Linked DNA regions of Danio rerio: region 2 is linked to region 1. A link is a contact called in public Hi-C data. All regions are on one chromosome and are shown on one strand. The core of a region is the stretch at or near the end of the contact, and the rest is flanking DNA. Distances in the headings are between cores, read along the strand shown.

Region 1 (3,254 bases), core at 522-3,021:
CGTGAAAACAACAGAAATCGTTTACAGTGTAGACAGCTTTAAGGAAGATTTTATTTATATGCAGTGTTACTTTACAGTTGAACATTCAATTTCCATACGCTCTTTTAGGAATAAAAGTACAAGAGCTGTCACTGGGTTGGTTTTCAAATGGTAAACTTTTGTAATTTTCGATGTCCACCTTTAGATAGAAATATAAAAATCACCAAATCATCCAAAAAACTATTTTATTCAAGTCAAATTTTATAATATTTAAGTCCTCTGGTGAAATTATTTCCATATACAATTATTAGCCTCCCCGTGTATATCTTTTCCCCAATTTCTGTTTAATGTAAAGAAGATCTTTTTTCAACACATTTCTAAACATAATAGTTTTAATAACTCATTTCTAATAATCAATCTCTTTTTATCTTTGCAATGATGATAGTAAATTGTATTTAGCTAGATATTTTTAAGATGCTAGTATTCTGCTTAAAGTGACATTTACAGGCTTAATTAGATTAACGAGGCAAGTTAGGATAATTAGGCAAATCATTGTATAACGATAGTTTGTTCTGTAGACTATCAAAAAAATAATAATACTAAACTTAAAATCGTTTAAAAATTAAATACTGTTTTTATTCTAGCCAAATTAAAACATAAGTATTATAGAAATAATTTCCTTCTGCTCTGTTAAACATCATATGGGAAATATTTGAAAATAATAATAATAATAATAAATTTGACTTCAACTGTAAACACTCTCAGAAAAAAAGGTTCACAGTGGTACAAAAAGTGTTCCTTTAAGAACAGTTTTGTACCTTTGTAAAAATTGTACCTTATTATATTAAATTATTAAAAGGCCTCTTATGATACTGTTCTGTACCTTTTTCGGTACAACTGAAATGGAGGTACACAATTGTTCTCATATAAAAGGTACATCAACAACTCCTTCTTTGTTACAATACCATGAAAATAAATATGACTGGATTAAGTGATTTTACGAATAATTTTCATATTAAAACATGGGAGCTGGCAAAAGTCCCACATATGCAGAAATTTTAGTATTGTAAAGCTAATCAGACATTGTGCATAACTCGTTACAAGACTTTTGCATAATTCTATTTTTTTTTTAATTAAGCAATTTGAATGAATATTTGAGTGATTATAAAGATATTGTGAGAAAATGGGAGAACATTTTTTATTATTTGTTTTTATTTTTAATTGTAAATTAAAGAAACTTTAAATTTGCTGAAAATAAATTGACACATTTTGGATGTAGCAAAATGCCTTTGAATAGTTCTTGAAGAAACACATTTGACACTGTAAAAGTACAAAGTGTCCTGTCACAGTGGTACCTTTATGGATCAGATTTGTACCTTTGATAAAAGGTACAATATTGTATCTGCAGGTTTTAAAAACCAAAGGTACATTTTGGTTTCCCATAGTACAAATCATGTCCTTAAAAGGTACAAACTGCAAAGTTACAAATTTATTTCTTCGTCTTAAAGTGCAATTCTGTTCCAAAAAAAGGTACTGCCCCAGTGACAAGGGTTTGTACATTCTTTGGTGCAACATTGTACCATTTTTTTCTGAGAGTGTATACACAAATATCACAAAAAAATATATATATTTCATGTGAAAACAATTTTTTAAATACTGACATGTTTCAGAAAACCTGATTCAGTGGTGCTGAATCCTGTGACAAGATCAGAATAGATTCACACATAAAGACACTGATACACTCCTCCTTTTTCCGCCCACAAGTCCTTAAATTTCTCCTCAGCTTTCTCTCTTGGCTCGTCTCTCTCACTCTCTCACTGTCTATTTCTCACTTTTCATGCTGTGGTAAATCTGGGAGACCTTAGGCCTACTAGAAGCTTACTTATGTCCCTCAACGGGCCTCTTTACCCAGTCTGTAATTAGACCTGGCCATACACACACACACACACAAACACACACACACAAACACACACACACACACACACACACACACACACACACACACACACACACACACACACACACACACACACACACACACACACACACACACACATAGAGAAGCCAAATTCATATATCCAAATGTACCTCAAACCAGGATATGACATCAGCGTCGGTTAGAAAAAAAATGGGCCCAACCAAACAGAGCAGTAGGTTGGCATTTCACTGAACTAATTTTGAGCCTATAGATTTATTGCACACTTCCCATCCCAGACATCTGTGGTAAAGCACACAGCCTTGACCAGATGCCCATTGGCACCACAAGGTCAACCTGCCATTAGTCAACACTGCGGACCGGCAGTTAGAGCGATACTGTGGATCATAATCTAGTAACTTGGCCAAGGTCAGGTTTGCGGGTATAATTGGCAGTATAATTCACCATGAGATGGGTTAGAAAGGTGGATGTGGGACAGATGAAATTATATAATACAAAATAAAAGGTGTTTTACAGCAGATCTGTCTCAATTTTAAGGTGCAGTCACAGTAAAATATCAAAGAATTCTTCATTTCACTACTTACTTGCTTTATATGGATTATATGGTTGATGTTGTAAATTTGCTGCTTATTTTTCTAAATGAACTATATTTGCTAATGAACCATTGGAGTTGGTCTGTTGTGACTCATAACTCTTCAGAATATTAATGGGGACGTTTAAAACAAAAATTAACCATTAAAAAATTCTTATCTACAGAAATTGCTTATATGCAAAGTTGAAAGTGAACAAAAATGTATAGAAATATTTGATAGAAAATCTAAATAAAGATACAAATGTTAAACGGATAAGAACAAATGCATTCATGAATAATAAATCACATAATAATCGGACCCTGTGTCCATTACAATGAACATCGCATGACAGCTCATGTTTTCTATGGTTCCTGAGCATTTCATCTAATTTAAAGCCTGCAGTCCATAAGAGTGGACGATTGTCATCCAATCAAATGGCAGTCAGGCTCGGCATGTTGTATTTTGGAAAAAAACAACAACAACTGAACACTGAAAACCAACATGGCATCCCTTCATTCCAGACACAAACGCAAGCCACGTTTACAATGTTTTGATTCCGGTTTATTGGTATGTCAAATATGTCTGTCCATTAGAATGTACAATAGGTTCAAAATCTGTTACTGAAAGTAAATCTTCAGTAATGCTGCTTGAACTGAATGTACTAATTCTTTGCTGAAAAAGTTTCATACGCAAAATATACAGATCTTGAAGTTCTTGAGCATATAGCAGATGGAAATATCTCAGATGTGGACATTATGTGGAGCGAC
Region 2 (3,254 bases), core at 531-3,030, 120 kb before region 1:
ACCACCAGTGTGAGGCATCCATCTGGGTGACGGGACGGCAGCCATATTGCATCAGATCACATATCAGCTGACTGGGGGAGAGGAGACAGTGTGATGAAATTTCAGATTTTTAATAACCACAGAGAGTCAGACTCATCTCATTTAACATCTCATCTGAGCTGTCCCCATCAATATACTGGGGCATTAGCATCCACACAGATTACAGGTTGAGCCCCCTGCTGGTCTCACTAACACCACTTCCGACAGCAGCCTAGCTTTCCCATCTGGTCTCCTATCCAGGTACTGAGCGGGCACCGCCCTGCTTAGCTTCAGTAGGCAACCATGTGAGAGTTGGAGAGAGCTAGCTCATATGATTGTTCTAATATGAGTTTTATTAATCAATTTATTATTATTATTATTATCAAGCCAAATAGAAAAATAACTCAACCCATGCCTACCTAGTTCTATCTAAATACAGATACAGAAACAAATAATTGTATTAATTTCACTCTTCTACTACATCCTGCAGGTCGTAAAGCTGCAAAGCAACATTTTCTAGCAATTTTCTGCAAGCCTATGATCTGAACCAAGTAATACCAAGCACCTTCTCTGTTTCATTTCAAATCCATTTTCATTAGTGACAAACATCTGTGTTGGTATAAGGAAACATACACCTGTCGGCCATGTTTGTGACCAATAAAACTATCCCTCATTAAGTTTTGTCAAAATAAACGTGACCGCTGAAATGAGCTCAAACGTCATTTAATGCCAAATATGATACTGTTTCATCTAAAGAGGATTAGACTGGAAAATCACTTCAGCTCTTTCGAAAAGGCTGTGCCTCTTTTTCAATTACCTTAATGCTGCAACAGCGGAGAACTGCTGCTATGATGTCACATAAATAATATGGGCGCAATTACTTTACATATGTATCTTTTCATAGCATGCTGCCACAAAACTTTAGGAATGTATAATTTATGTCCAAGACCACCAAAAAGCCATAAAGCCCTCTAAGCATATGCAATAGTCATGCATCCTAAACGCAGATCCATGTTGACTGGAAACTCCTGGTGATTGATGAATTTCTAAATCAGACAGGAAATAGGCAATGCTACCGCATAAATACTTTCCACAGACCACCAACTTACAATCCCAAGAGACTCAGAGAGGATCCTTAGAGGGGAAAAGGAACATACAGTATCAACAGCATGGCAAAATACAAAAGATGTGGTTTTTCTTAGAAACCACACAAAGCAGACGTAAAGTCAAAGGCCTGAAAAAATCAATTCAACATAAAAGCAAAGGGGCCATACTGTTTCTTCAAAAGTGCACCAAATATAACTGTTCCAAAATTAAACCCAAATCCAAAGAGATGTGTAGATTTTCAATTTGGTTGCATTCCAACAATCCTTAACGTAAGTTGTCTGACTATTTTTCTTTTTAAACGTAGCATAAAATGAACTCAACATAATAGCGAGAAAACATTCGACCCAGGAGATCAGTTATAGGAGCAGAAGAATGAACTCACTCTTATTGATAATATTACAACTAAACAGCTCTGCCTCCAAATCAGCGGGAAGTCATAAATTAAACATAACAAACCCGCTTGGCTCCACAAGTTATGATTATTTTGATGAAAAATATCCTGCGAGATAAACCCTGAGGTTGTAAATTTTAACTCAATCCCTGGGCCCTGAAGTAAACGGCAAAAGCAGACACTTCAACACACACCCAGTGAAAGAGTGCACTTATGCAACCCTCAGTAACAATAAAGGCTTATTGTCTGGGTTGGAAGAGCAGACGCGGGTCTGACTGTATCCCTGTGGTCATTAAGACTCCTTCAGAGCTCATAATAGGGATCTCAGCTCCTCTCTACAAAATTTAAGTCCTGTCTCGTTGAGGGGCAGAACCGTCTGCTGGACATAAGGTGCTTTAGTACAACTTGGAAGGATTTTTTTTTTACCCAAAGCAATAATTCTCCTCTAAATATAATGTTTGACACTGTGAATCATCTAGTGGAGAGGTGTTTATATATATATATATATATATATATATATATATATATATATATATATATATATATATATATATATATATATATATATATATATATATATATATATATATATATATATTTGGGTGCAAAAGGAGTATAACCATTCACACTGACAAATCTGACAGACACCTGCACTATAAAAATGACTGTAAAAAAAAATCACACTTTAACAGCACATTGTAAACTAACCTTGAAAAAAATACTTATAGTGTTTCAATTAATGCATACTCACTACATAACCAAAAGAAAAAGCAGGGACATACAGTGAAGCTCAAATTAATGTATAATTTTGGGCTTGACTTTATATTTTAAATACAGTTAAAGTCAGAATTATTAGCCGCCCTTTGATTTTTTTCTTTTTTTTTAATATTTCCTATGATGTTTAACAGAGCAAGGAAATTTTCAGTATGTCTGATAATATTTTTCTTCTAGAGAAAGCCTTATTTGTTTTTTTTCAGCTAGAATAAAAGCAGTTTTTAATTTTTAAAAAAGATTTTAAGGTCAATATTATTAGCCCCTTTTAAGCAATATTTTTTTCAGATAGTCTACAAAACAAACCATTGTTATACATTAACTTGCCTAATCACACTAACCTGCCTAGTTAACCTAATTAACCTAGTTAAGTCTTTAAATGTCACTTTAAGCTGTATAAAAGTGACTTGAAAAATATCTAGTCAAATATTATTTACTGTCATCATGGCAAAGATAAAATAAATCAGTTATTAGAAATGAGTTATTAAAACTATCATGTTTAGAAATGTGTTTAAAAAAATCTTCTTTCACAGAAATTGGGGAAAAATAAATAGGGGGCTTTTAATTTTGACTTCAACCATATTTAAAAACATATTGCAGCGGGATTTAACAAATGTAATTTAATTCCTAGCTAAACATATCATAAATATTAAAGCCACAGGCGACTAGCTCCTTTTATAAAGACATGCTGATTAAAATGTAATGAATTTACACTTAAGAAGGTTTTTGCTAATGGCAAAAAAGGAACTGCACAAAATAATAGCTGCATTATGAATTAGAGTAATATTGCCTCAAATGGCACATTAGCATTCTTTTATTACACAGAAGCACTTGTCATTTTATATTTACAAGTGTTACAGGCCAAGAATGAACCAGCGACATGCATTGAGCATGTTTTAAAGTGAATGCATTACCTTTTACTCCTTATACTGGTATCAATATGACATGATTTACAAGAACGTCTATG

The links. Hi-C and Micro-C count contacts between places; a contact is called where the count stands out from the background.
Region 2: a Hi-C map of an unstated tissue shows a contact between it and region 1, with 3 times the contacts expected there. The contact joins two enhancer-like sites. A contact is called at or near these places in 2 of 18 Hi-C or Micro-C datasets (caudal fin and an unstated tissue).

The regions. Positions count from the first base shown.
Region 1 is chr19:33,563,153-33,566,406 of GRCz12tu, reverse strand. It overlaps a transcript of meox2b not described here. Among named protein-coding and RNA genes, the nearest start is that of meox2b, 29 kb to the left of the region's middle. Within about 2 kb of position 1,771, at least 6 of the 62 cell types and tissues checked have an H3K27ac peak or open chromatin away from gene starts, as enhancers often do.
Region 2 is chr19:33,678,872-33,682,125 of GRCz12tu, reverse strand. No RefSeq gene overlaps it. Among named protein-coding and RNA genes, the nearest start is that of meox2b, 87 kb to the right of the region's middle. Within about 2 kb of position 1,780, at least 3 of the 62 cell types and tissues checked have an H3K27ac peak or open chromatin away from gene starts, as enhancers often do.